Linked DNA regions of Sus scrofa: region 1 is linked to region 2. A link is a contact called in public promoter capture Hi-C data. All regions are on one chromosome and are shown on one strand. The core of a region is the stretch at or near the end of the contact, and the rest is flanking DNA. Distances in the headings are between cores, read along the strand shown.

Evidence for each region. Promoter capture Hi-C pulls out the DNA fragments that hold promoters and counts their contacts.
Region 1: a promoter capture Hi-C map of liver shows a contact between it and region 2, with 4 times the contacts expected there. The contact joins the promoter of DARS2 here to the enhancer-like site in region 2. A contact is called at or near these places in 3 of 5 promoter capture datasets (fetal liver and liver), 10 of 47 Hi-C or Micro-C datasets (alveolar macrophages, brain, embryonic fibroblasts and 6 more) and 2 of 2 datasets of contacts at active chromatin or transcription factors (alveolar macrophages and skeletal muscle).

The regions. Positions count from the first base shown.
Region 1 is chr9:116,107,824-116,113,737 of Sscrofa11.1, reverse strand. It overlaps DARS2 (aspartate--tRNA ligase, mitochondrial), which reads right to left and starts at 3,768. Exons shown (of 19, transcript XM_021063655.1): 1 at 3,631-3,768; 2 at 3,029-3,189; 3 at 1,960-2,059. The coding sequence starts at 3,149. It overlaps CENPL (centromere protein L), which reads left to right and starts at 3,916. Exons shown (of 5, transcript XM_003357541.4): 1 at 3,916-4,464; 2 at 5,308-5,484. The coding sequence starts at 5,311.
Region 2 is chr9:115,795,860-115,801,101 of Sscrofa11.1, reverse strand. It overlaps a transcript of TNFSF4 not described here. Among named protein-coding and RNA genes, the nearest start is that of PRDX6, 59 kb to the left of the region's middle. Within about 2 kb of position 3,096, at least 8 of the 83 cell types and tissues checked have an H3K27ac peak or open chromatin away from gene starts, as enhancers often do. A contact at or near this core is called in epiblast stem cells and liver, where this site is marked.

The sequences.
Region 1 (5,914 bases), core at 2,519-5,018, 310 kb before region 2:
AGTTCCTGGGATAGGGGTTGAATCAGAGCTCCAGCTGCCCGCCTACGCCACAGCCACAGCCAATGAGGGATCCAGTGGGTTGCAGATCTTTAACCCAATGAAGAAGGCCAGGGATCGAACCTGCATCCTCATGGATACTGTTTGGTTTCTTTACTGATGAGCCACAATGGGAACTCCGAAATGCCACTTTTTTCATTTACAATTTCAACTTTTATTATTAGCTGTTTGTACAGTTTACTAATGCTAACCAGATGGCTTATTAATGAAAAGGCAGATTTAAAAATTTTTTAAATTGTATTGGCTTAAGTCTTTATAAGAAAATTTAACTAAATATGGAAACTTTCCAATATTAAAGTCCAAAGGTAATATTTTAGGATATCAGAGGCATCTGATTGGTCACTTTTTAAGTACAGCAATATAAACTCTTTTCTTTTCCTAAAAATAAGATACCATATAAAATTTTCTAGAAAAGGTCCAATACTAACTTAATACTTCTAAAACCCCAAAAGGCTCTCAAAATCCCAACATTTTAGCATTCAATCTTTCTCATAATTTTCTTTTTTTCCTTTTTCTATCTCTCATTATTCTTAGTACCAGGAAGAAGTACAGAAAGCCTCCTCAGATTTTGAGTTCAGGAGATAAAAGTCACTCAGTGTATGCGTAAAATAGCCACCCATTTGGGACATATTCTTTAGGAAGTTCACACAATCTATGTATTTTGGATCTCTTCACTGTGAATTAATGTATTATTCAAATATGTTTTTTTGTTTGTTTTTTGTCTTTTTGCCTTTTCTAGGGCCGCTCCCGTGGCATATGGAGGGTTCCCAGGCTAGGGGTTGAATTGGAGCTGTAGCCACCGGCCTACGCCAGAGCCACAGCAACGCAGGACCCCAGCCACCTCTGCAACCTACACCACAGCTCACGGCAACTCCAGATCCTTAAGCCACTGAGCAAGGCCAGGGATTGAACCCGCAACCTCATGGTTCCTAGTCGTATTTGTTAACCACTGAGCCACGACGGGAACTCCATGTTTTGTTTTTTTTAAAATGAGAGTTGCAATGTTTATTTCACGTTCTCTCTCTTTTTTTTTTTTGCTACACAGGCAGTATGTGGGAATTCCTGGGCCAGGGACTGAACCTACCCTGCAGAGCAGCAACCAGAGCCACAGTAGTAAGAGTGTGGAAGCCTCATCCCACTAGGCCATCAGAGAACTCCCTCAAATATGCTTTGTAATATAGAGATGAACAAATGGGCTCTACCACTGAGGAATCACTCTTCATCTTTTTAGGCTTTTTCTCTACCTAAACATAAACAATGCTTTTTTATGCTACTGATGCTTAACAGCTTACCCAATTATTGGTCCCAGGGTTCAGTAACTTATTTATTTTTTTTTGTCTTTTTTAGGGCTGCTCCCGCTGCATATGGAGGTCCCCAGACTGGAGTCAAATCGGAGCCACTGGCCTACACCACAGCCAGAGCAATGCAGGATCTGACCCCAGTCTGTGACCTACACCACAGCTCAGGGTAACACCAGATCTTTAACCCACTGATGGAGGCCAGGGATGGAACCCGAAACCTCATGGTTCCTAGTCGGATTCATTTCTGCTAAGCCATGACAGGAAACTCCAGTGTTCAGTTACTTTTATCACCATGTATTCTTTTTTTTTTTTTTTTTTGGGTCTTTTTGCCTTTTCTAGGGCTGCTCTCACTGCATATAGAGGTTCCCAGGCTAGGGATCTAATCAGAGCTGTAGCTGCCAGCCTATGCCAGGGCCACAGCAACACGGGATCCCAGTCGCATCTGCAACCTACACCACAGCTCGTGGCAACAATGGATCCTTAACCCACTGAGCAAGGGCAGGGACCGAACCCGCAACCTCATGGTTCTTGTCGGATTCGTTAACCACTTCACCATGACAGAACTCCTATCACCATGTATTCTTAAACTGTTTCTATCTACCTGCGGTACTGAATCCATCCACACAAGGTGACTTCTTGGCCTAAGTGAGACGAACGCAACTCTCCACAAGTGTTGGTTCGGGCAACAAAGCTACTGAGTTCTTAAAAAAAGAAGAGAAAAAAAGGAAGATTAAAAGTACATTATTTGCAAATTGTTTGAGAATATACTTTCAGTTCATATCATTCCTATCTTAATGGATGATATTTACAAAGAATGTAATCAATCACTATGAAATTTACCTATACATGTGTCAAAAGCCAAGTAACTGTCTTAATGTAAATTTTTGCCTTGGCACAACTGTAAATCAACTATATTTTATTTTATTTTATTATTTTTTTTTTTTTTTTGTCTTTTGTCTTTTTGTTGTTGTTGTTGCTATTTCTTGGGCCGCTCCCGCGGCATATGGAGGTTCCCAGGCTAGGGGTTGAATCAGAGCTGTAGCCACCGGCCTACGCCAGAGCCACAGCAACGCGGGATCCGAGCCGCGTCTGCAACCTACACCACAGCTCACGGCAACGCCGGATCGTCACCCACTGAGCAAGGGCAGGGACCGAACCCGCAACCTCATGGTTCCTAGTCGGATTCGTTAACCACTGCGCCACGACGGGAACTCCCTATATTTTAATAATAAAAAAAGGAATCTAAATATTTTTTATCACCCAGCATTTGCACTGACCCAAAATGCACTCTTCATAATAGTGCACATTTCTTCCCCAAACAAAACAGGGTCTTGGGAATTACAGAAGTAGAGTAACTAGCTTTAGTATGAATCTGGAGTGAAAACAGTCACTTGTACACTAGAAAACCATATTTAAAGTATAAAAGAATTTTTTAGGCTTCTTATTCGCAACATAAAAACTAAATGAATAGCTTATATTCATGTGACTACTTTTCTAGTCTTTTTAAAACTGCAGGAGGAAAACTACATCATAAGAAATCAAGAGAGTGAATGATGTGCTTCTGCACATAAAGCTATCCAGTCAAGACTAGGGGATAAATGGAATAAGCACTCTGGCTACAGAGAACAGGAGAAAGTGCTGTTCAGCGGACAAAGCTTTTCTGCATTCACCTGGAATACTCCTCTGTGAAGTCAGTATCAGACTTCGGGAGAGAAAACCCCAGAACGGCTGGGTAGTCTTTCCGGTGGGTCTGGATAAACCCCTGAATAGCCGACTTAGCCAGCAGAACATGTTATAGCCGCAGGATGGCGAAACGCTCACGAATCAAAAGCTGCAGGTGTTGGATGGTGGTCAAAAGTCAGTTTTGGAAATACATACAAAGCCCTTAAAATGCTAGGAGTTCACGCTCTCTTTAATATTTAAGCCCCTGTCTGCTGAACATTCAAGTGCACCTATCTGCAAATTAGATAAATTTGCAAAATCTTTGGGGCCTTTGGGAAAATTGAATACGGGAAAGACCTTTTAAGACTTTCCCCCTCCTCTCAGTGCATCCATTACCACTTCTATTAGCAAAGAAAGCTTCGGCCAGAAGTGACGAGCGAATGATTCCATATAGCAGCATATGGCGAGACCCGGCAGCCACGCACAGGGAGCAGGGGTCAGGCGGGAGGCGGACGCCCTTCCCTTCCTTTCCACGCTTCCCCGAAAGTTCCCCGCAGGCAGAACCTGAAAACAGGCAAGAACCCAGTCTTGCTTTTCAAATCTTTCAAACCTGACGGCCGATCTCGGGTCTTCAGAAAGAGGAAGGCAAGCAAGTCTAACACGTTACTGGAGGTCGAAGAACACACTCCACCGCTGGGAGCCAAGCACCCCTTAACACACCCAGCGAACAGCCAAGATAAATGGAGGGATTCAACCAATCAGAGCAGGGGGATTCCGCCATCTTCACTATGGGCGGAAATTTGAAGGAACGCTTCGTGCCGGTGGTAACGTACGGAGCGCAACACTGCGCAATTAGGAGCGCGAACGCTACCAATGTTTAGTGCGCTCCCGTGCCCTCAGTTAAAATGGGGACCAGAGTTGCTTCGCCGGCTTAGAATAGGCTCCACGGAGACGTCCTGCGTCCGGCCGCAGAGCGAGTCGGGAAACGATTTTAAACAGAGGCGGCGGCTGACGCTAAATTGCCGCTTCTCAGCGGCGGCTTTTCAGAGCTGGCCTTGGCCCCCGAAGGCTCAGGTGGAGAAAGCGAGTTGGCACACACTGTCTCTTGCCCCGCTGCCTCTGCGGGCAGCAGCCGACTCCTCAGGAGCGAGGATCACGGAGCTGGGTGGCCGGGTCAGCGGAAATGTTCTTCCGGCCTGAAGTCTCGGGCTCGGCTGGCGTCTGAGGGAGCCGGAGGTCTTGTTGCTGCTCCCGTCTGTGTCGGTCGTGCACCCACTTGTAGAACTAGAGGGACTTTAGAAAGAGGTTCCTCCAGACTTTATTTTAGCTGTCGTTTTGGCGGCTTTTTTACTTCAGAGGATTTCAGTCTCAACGTAGTTGGATACAGACTTGAAGAATGATTCGTGAAGGGAATGGTTGACAGCGTTATTACGGCATTTTTTGGGTAAGATGCTTTTTTATTGGTCCAGGCTTGGCAGTAAACTTTATATTTTGACGTTTTGTGTGGTCGTTATCTTTAGAGTACTTAGATACTTTGATATCTTGGCATTGGGCTCAGCATTGGCTTGGGTTGATTGGATTTAGGTGTGCAAAAATGATTTGAGTCAGAGTCCCTTCCTTCACGGACGTAACACAAGAAAAACAGCTAAGTTGTGTTCTGAACTGCAAGGGCTGGAGGAATTGGCTGGAGAGCTAACTCCTCTGTGGATACTTGGAAGCTTCTCCTGAAGGGATGAAACCTGCAGCGTGAATTGGATTTAGTCAGTCAGATGAGTCCAGAGAAGAAGGCTTAACTGTCAGTAGGTTGAATAAAAAAGTTAGCAGAAGCAAACTGGACAGGCATGAGGAATAGGGTAATGAGCATTCTGGGGTAGGGGGCACGTGTTTGGGTGTAGGGAGTGGGAGGGAGAGAGAGAATTCCTTTATTTTTTTTATATTTTTGTCTTTTTGCAATTTCTTGGGCTGCTCCCGCAACATATGGAGGTTCCCAGGCTAGGGGTCTAATCGGAGCTGTAGCTGCCAGCCTATGCCAGAGCCACAGCAAGTTGGGATCCGAGCCGCGTCTGCGACCTACACCACAGCTCACAGCAAAGCCAGATCCTTAACCCACTGAGCAAGGCCAGGGATCGAACCTGCAACTTCATGGCTCCTAGTCGGATTCCTTAACCACTGCGCCACGAAGGGAACTCCGAGAATTCCTTTATAGTAGGGAGAGGTATCAGCGAAACTTTGAGCATCCGTTAACTTTTTAATGTTTAGAATTCTGGCTTTATTTCTTTCTATGTAGACCATGGATTCTTATGATGCAGCAGAATCGACTCCTAGACAGAGTGCGTCTTTAAGGCTTAAAGATTACTTTATAGGTGCCACCCCTCTGCAGAAGCGATTAGAATCAGTCAGGAAGCAGACTTCATTTGTCCCAACTCCACCTCGAAGGAAAATCCCCCAGTGTTCACAACAGCAGGTATGCTTTTTGTATTTCTTTGTGTTACCAATAATTGAGAATGTCTGTGAACAAAACTTTTCAATTTTTGTTACTATTTATAGTATTTTTTTGTGTCATCATACTCCTCAAGTAATAAAATAAATGAGAAACAGCTAAAACAAACAATTATTCACACTGTCAGTACCATATGTTTGTTTGCTTTTTTAAGAAATTCTCTTTTTTTTTTTTTTTTTTGTCTTTTTTAGGGCCACACCCGCGGCATATCGAGGTTCCCAGGCTAGGGGTCGAATCAGAGCTGTTGCTGCGGGCCTGCGCCAGAGCCACAGCAACGCCAGATCCCAGCCACATCTGCGACATAACCACAGCTCACAGCAACGACGGAACCTTACCCCACTGAGCGAGGCCAGGGATCGAACCCAAAACCTCATGGTTCCTAGTCAGATTCGTT
Region 2 (5,242 bases), core at 1,847-4,346:
TTTTTTTTTTCTTTTTGACTTACATCACTTAGTATGAGAGTCTCTAGTTCCATCCGTGTTGCTGCCAATGGCAATATTTTGTTCTTTTTTATGACTGAGTAGTATTCCATTGTATATATGTACCATATCCTCTTGATCCATTCATCTGTTGATGGACATTTAGGTTGTTTCCATGTCTTGGCTATTGTGAATAGTGCTGCAATGAACTTAAAGGTGCATGTATCTTTTTCCAAGGAAAGTGCTCAAGAGTGGGATTGCTGGGTCATATGGTAGTTCTATGTTTAGTTTTCTGAGGTACCTTCATACTGTTTTCCATAGTGGTTGTACCAATTTACATTCCCACCAACAGTGTAGGAGGGTGCTCTTTTCTCCTTACCCTCTCCAGCATTTGTTTTTTGTTGAGAAGTCTTCCTTTTCAAATTTGCCTCCCATGGAAAGATTCCCAGCTTTTCTAGCTCTTGTATGTCCTCACCTGGAGGCCCTTGTATACAAGGAAGCTAACATTTTTCTGAGCAACCACCCTTGAGTGTATGTTTTTATACATTACCTTACCTTATATTTCTCATATAGCCTTTTCTACTGTGAGGGTTAGAGGTGCTCAAAGGTTAGGTTATGTCCCCAGGTCACCTGCAAGTAAGCATTTGGCCAGGATCTAAACTCAACTCCAAACTTCACCAAATGTCAAAATCTGGATATGGTCCCGAATGCTCTTTGTATGCCAGGCATCCTGAGGCCATGGCATACTCTCAGTGGAGGACAGCAAACAAGGTAATGCATGTGAAAGCAATCTGTCAACTGTGAGTACTTTATTCAGAAAGCGAGCATTGGCAAAAAGAATTTTTTAGCAGCCAATTTTCCCCCTGGGGAGAAAGCTCAGCTGAAGTTGGTTCACTCAAGATAGATGAATTGGCCCTTTGTAGCTAAGGGCCGATAATGTCACAAGAAGACAGTGTTTCTCTTTGCTGGTCAGAGGCCCCAGCAGGGCCCAGAGCAAGGCTTCTCTTCCATTGCATTTGTAACAATCCCTGCCTCAGGATGCTGAAAGCACCCTCCATTACCCAGCATCTTACTCAAGAAGGAAGGTAAAGACCTTTAAGAACCTCAACCTGGAAGGCACCACGGTATTTCTGAATTTCAAACCTAATTTGAAGGTTGCTATTTAAGGAACTCAACATTTTCTTAAAAAAAAAAAAAAAAAAAAAAGACTGAATTGGAAGATATTCAGAATATAATAAAAGTATTCTCTAAAGAAAGTTCAAAACAACTATTTTAATTCATCCACTTTGTCTGTAAATAAGAAATATTCATTTGACTATATATATATGTAAAATATGCTCTTTAGCTCTTAGCTCTTCAAGTGGGGAAAACTTAAAAATAATTACTGGCTAAATAGCATTTTAAGAAATCTTATTAAGATGAATGGCAAGATTTCAAACATCCCTTTAGGGCTGGTATGTGCATTATAAATGGATTCTTCATTTTGCAAAAGATTTCAAAGTAGGTCTAAGCTTGCCTGTCAATTATCCTTACCCCAGCTGAGCTTTGAGAATCTGAGAAGGTAGGACTTTGTGGGCTCTTTGGGCTCTAGGGAAAGAGTTTCTTGTCTGGAGAATTTTTTTTAGGATTAAATACACTGCCTGAGTTACCTCTGACCGAAGTGACAGAATACATAAATGTTGAGATTGCATATGTTGTAAAATTATTCATAGAGTATGATATCGGTTCCTGCTGCGAACACTTCCATCAGCTCTTTATTGTAACTATGGAGTCCTATTTACTCTGCGTCCACTTTTTAAAAGAATCCCTTAGGGAATGTGAGTGCCAGGTTAATTGTTCTCATAACAAGCAACGTAAGGAAGGCAGCGAAACCCCTGTTCTGTCCTCTTCCCCGTGATACTTTCCCCTCTCATTGCGAAGTGTTTTCTTTGGCATTCTCTCTCCTAACTCCTTAGGCCATCACATGTTTGTTTTCACAACTGTGCTCTTTCAAAACATCTGCTCTTGACACAGGCAAAGTGGAAAACTTTTAAAAAGTTATTTACATTAAACATAAAAATGTAAAAAAGATTGGTGACTGGCAGAAGTATGCTAAGAAAGCAGTTGTGAATCCTGCACCCTCAGTAAAAAAGAGATATATTTGTATACAATAGATAGATATCCAGCTGGGTAAATGAAGACCATTCAGATTGGCCGGCTGTCCTTTTTCAATGCTACCTGAGTAGTGAGTTCTCTGGAGACCTTCTGTTTTCTTTGACCCCAGGTTCCTTTGAATAGCAAGCTCAGCAACCCTTCTTTATTGAGGTATGATTGATAGGCAAAAAACTACAGTGATCCTTCAACAACTCAGGGGTTGAGACACTGACCCCCTGGGAAGCTGAAAATCCCAGGGGATAACTTGTAGTTGGCCCTCCGTATCGGTGGTTCTTCTGAATCCTTGGTTTCTTCTTATCTGTAACTCTGTGTTGGTGGATTCACTCAGCCACTGATGGTGTGGTACTGATCATGTGGTACTGTAGTGTATGTTATTGAAAAAAATCTGCATACAAGGGGACCTGGGCAGTTCAAACCTGTGTTCAAGGGTCAAGTGTTTATTTATTTTTTGTTTTTTCTTTTCAGGGCTGCACGCGCAGCATGTGGAAGTTCCAGGCTAGGGCTCGAGCCAGAGCTGCAGATGTCGGCCTATGGCCTATTACCACATCTCACAGCAATGCTGGATCCCCGACTCACTGATGAGGCCAGGGATCACACCTGCATCCTCATGGATACTAGTCAGATTCGTTTCCGCTGCGCCACAACAACAATTCCCAAGGGTCAAGTGTTTTTAATGAACACAACTTAATGAGTTTGGAGGTAACTGTACACCTGTGAAACCATTACCATATGTGCCATAAACATACCCATTGCCTCCCAAAAGTTTCCTCCCACCCTACTTAGTTATGTAATATGTTTGCTTATTTTTGTAATAAGAACACGTGACATCAAATCTACCTTTTTAGCAAGTTTTTAAGTATATCATGCAGTGTTATCACCTCTCTGCTGTGCAGCGGTTGTGCTCTATGGGAGTAGATCCCTAGCCGGAGAGCAGGAGGGGTGGGTGGAGTGAGCTCAGGTGTGACTCAACGGCTGTGGGCAAGGCCCTCCACACCTGTCTTGAGGACTATGATAAAGGTTAAAAATAAAATTGTAGCACTTGAGTGGGCCTGTGTGAGTAGTTATTTTAGGTATAGGATTTATTTGACAAAGCAGCAGCTGACAGCCTCAGCCCAGCACCTCCCTGAAACTTCTTGCTAAGATGGGGAGCCCTGCGTCTGTGCTGGTGAGGTCACTTTGCAGTTGTGGTGATTCTAAAAGGAAACTCTCTGATTAGGACTGAAGGATGTTGCTAACACTCCACAAAACATTTATTTATGCTTGCTTAAAAACAAAGCCTGCTAAATCCTCCTCCTCCCTCCTCAAACATTTGCAGAGTGCCCACCAAGTGCTGCACAGTGCTCGGTGGTGGGGGTTTAAAGGTGGATGAGCCAGGAGGTCTTTTTCCCCACAGGAGGTGGAGGTGGCGGCCCAGCTTGTGCTTAAGCACTGGGTTTCAGCCTTTTGAGTACGGATTCCTCCTTCCAAGAGCCACAGAAAACTAGGGGAATCTAGTAAACAACAGCACCCCTCCCAGCTTCTCTCTCTTTACAAGTGAATGCCGCACATTCTAAACTGGGATATTTTCTGTTCGGCACCTGACAAATGGTGAGTGAACTCTGCATATGTTTTCTTTCTTTCTTTTTTTTTTTTTTTTTGTCTTTTTGCCATTTCTTGGGCCGCTCCCGGGGCATATGGATGTTCCCAGGCTAGGCATCGAATCGGAGCTGTAGCCGCCAGCCTATGCCAGAGCCACAGCAACATGGGGTCCAAGCCGCGTCTGCAACCTACACCACAGCTCAGGGCAACGGTGCATCCTCAACACACTGAGAAAGGGCAGGGATCGAACCCGCCACCTCATGGTTCCTAGTCGGATTCGTTAACCACTGCGGCATGACGGGAACTCCATGTTTTCTTTTTGATTTTGCTTAGGCGCACATTTCTGAGCATGGCAAATGTGACAGATCATTTGGAGAGATGAGGGCGTATAGGAAAGGGAGAGGGACCATTCTCTCTCTGAAAAATAGACATTTTAAAATAGAAACATTTTCGTAATCTTTTTAAACTGTTTTAATATGGAAAATTTTGAGCATATAAATGTAGAAAGAATAGCATCATAAACTCCCATGTGCCCTTCACCAACTTCAACAATGATCAACTCATGGCCTAATCTGGTTTCACACACAGCCCCTCTCCTGTATTATTTTGAAGGAAATTTGATACATTGTTTCATCTGTAAACATTTCAACATGTAGTTCTAATAGATACAGACTCCTTTAAAAAAAAGTTACCTTGACACAAATAATTCACCTGAGTTAGCAATAATTCTTTCATGCCATAATCGTCTAGCTAATATTTAGAGTTGTCTCATAAATGCGTGTGTGCATTTTTTATAATAAATTTGAATTAGGATCCAAATTATGTCTATGTATTCCACTTGGTTATTTTGTCTCTTATCCCGTAGATTCCCCTGTTCCATATCCCTTTGTCTTTTATTACTCTTACAATCTGTTGAAAAACATAACTTTTTCCAATAGATTTCTCTAATTGGATCCATGGGGTGCTATTTAACAGGATCCTGAACCTTCTCTTTCCTGTAAATTAATACATTAATAGTTTGATCTAGAGGTTTGGTCAGAATCAGATTCAATTTTTTCCTTAATCTTGACACTATTGAAATTTTGGACTGGACAATTCTTTGTTATGGGGGGGCTTTCCTATGCATTGTAGAATGTTGAATAGCATCCTGGTCTCTAGTTGACAGTAATATCCAGTCGTGACAGTAATATCCAGTAACATCCTGCAGTTGTGACAAAAACATTTCCAAACTTTCCCCATATTCCCTAGAGAGGGCAAGGCATTCTCATTCTTACTGAGAACTACTGTAGACCAACCACCCATCAATTGTGCTTAAAAGTTATCTGCCCACAACCTTTCATTGCTCACGTGCTAATGAGGACTAGCCCATTCCCTACATCTGTTTTATTGGTTGCCTATAGCTGCTATGAAAAGTTACTACAAAAGAAGTGGCTTAAAACAATAAAAATGTATTATCTTATAGTTCCAAAGGCCAGAAATCTGAACTGGGTTTTGCTAGCATGAATGTCAGCAG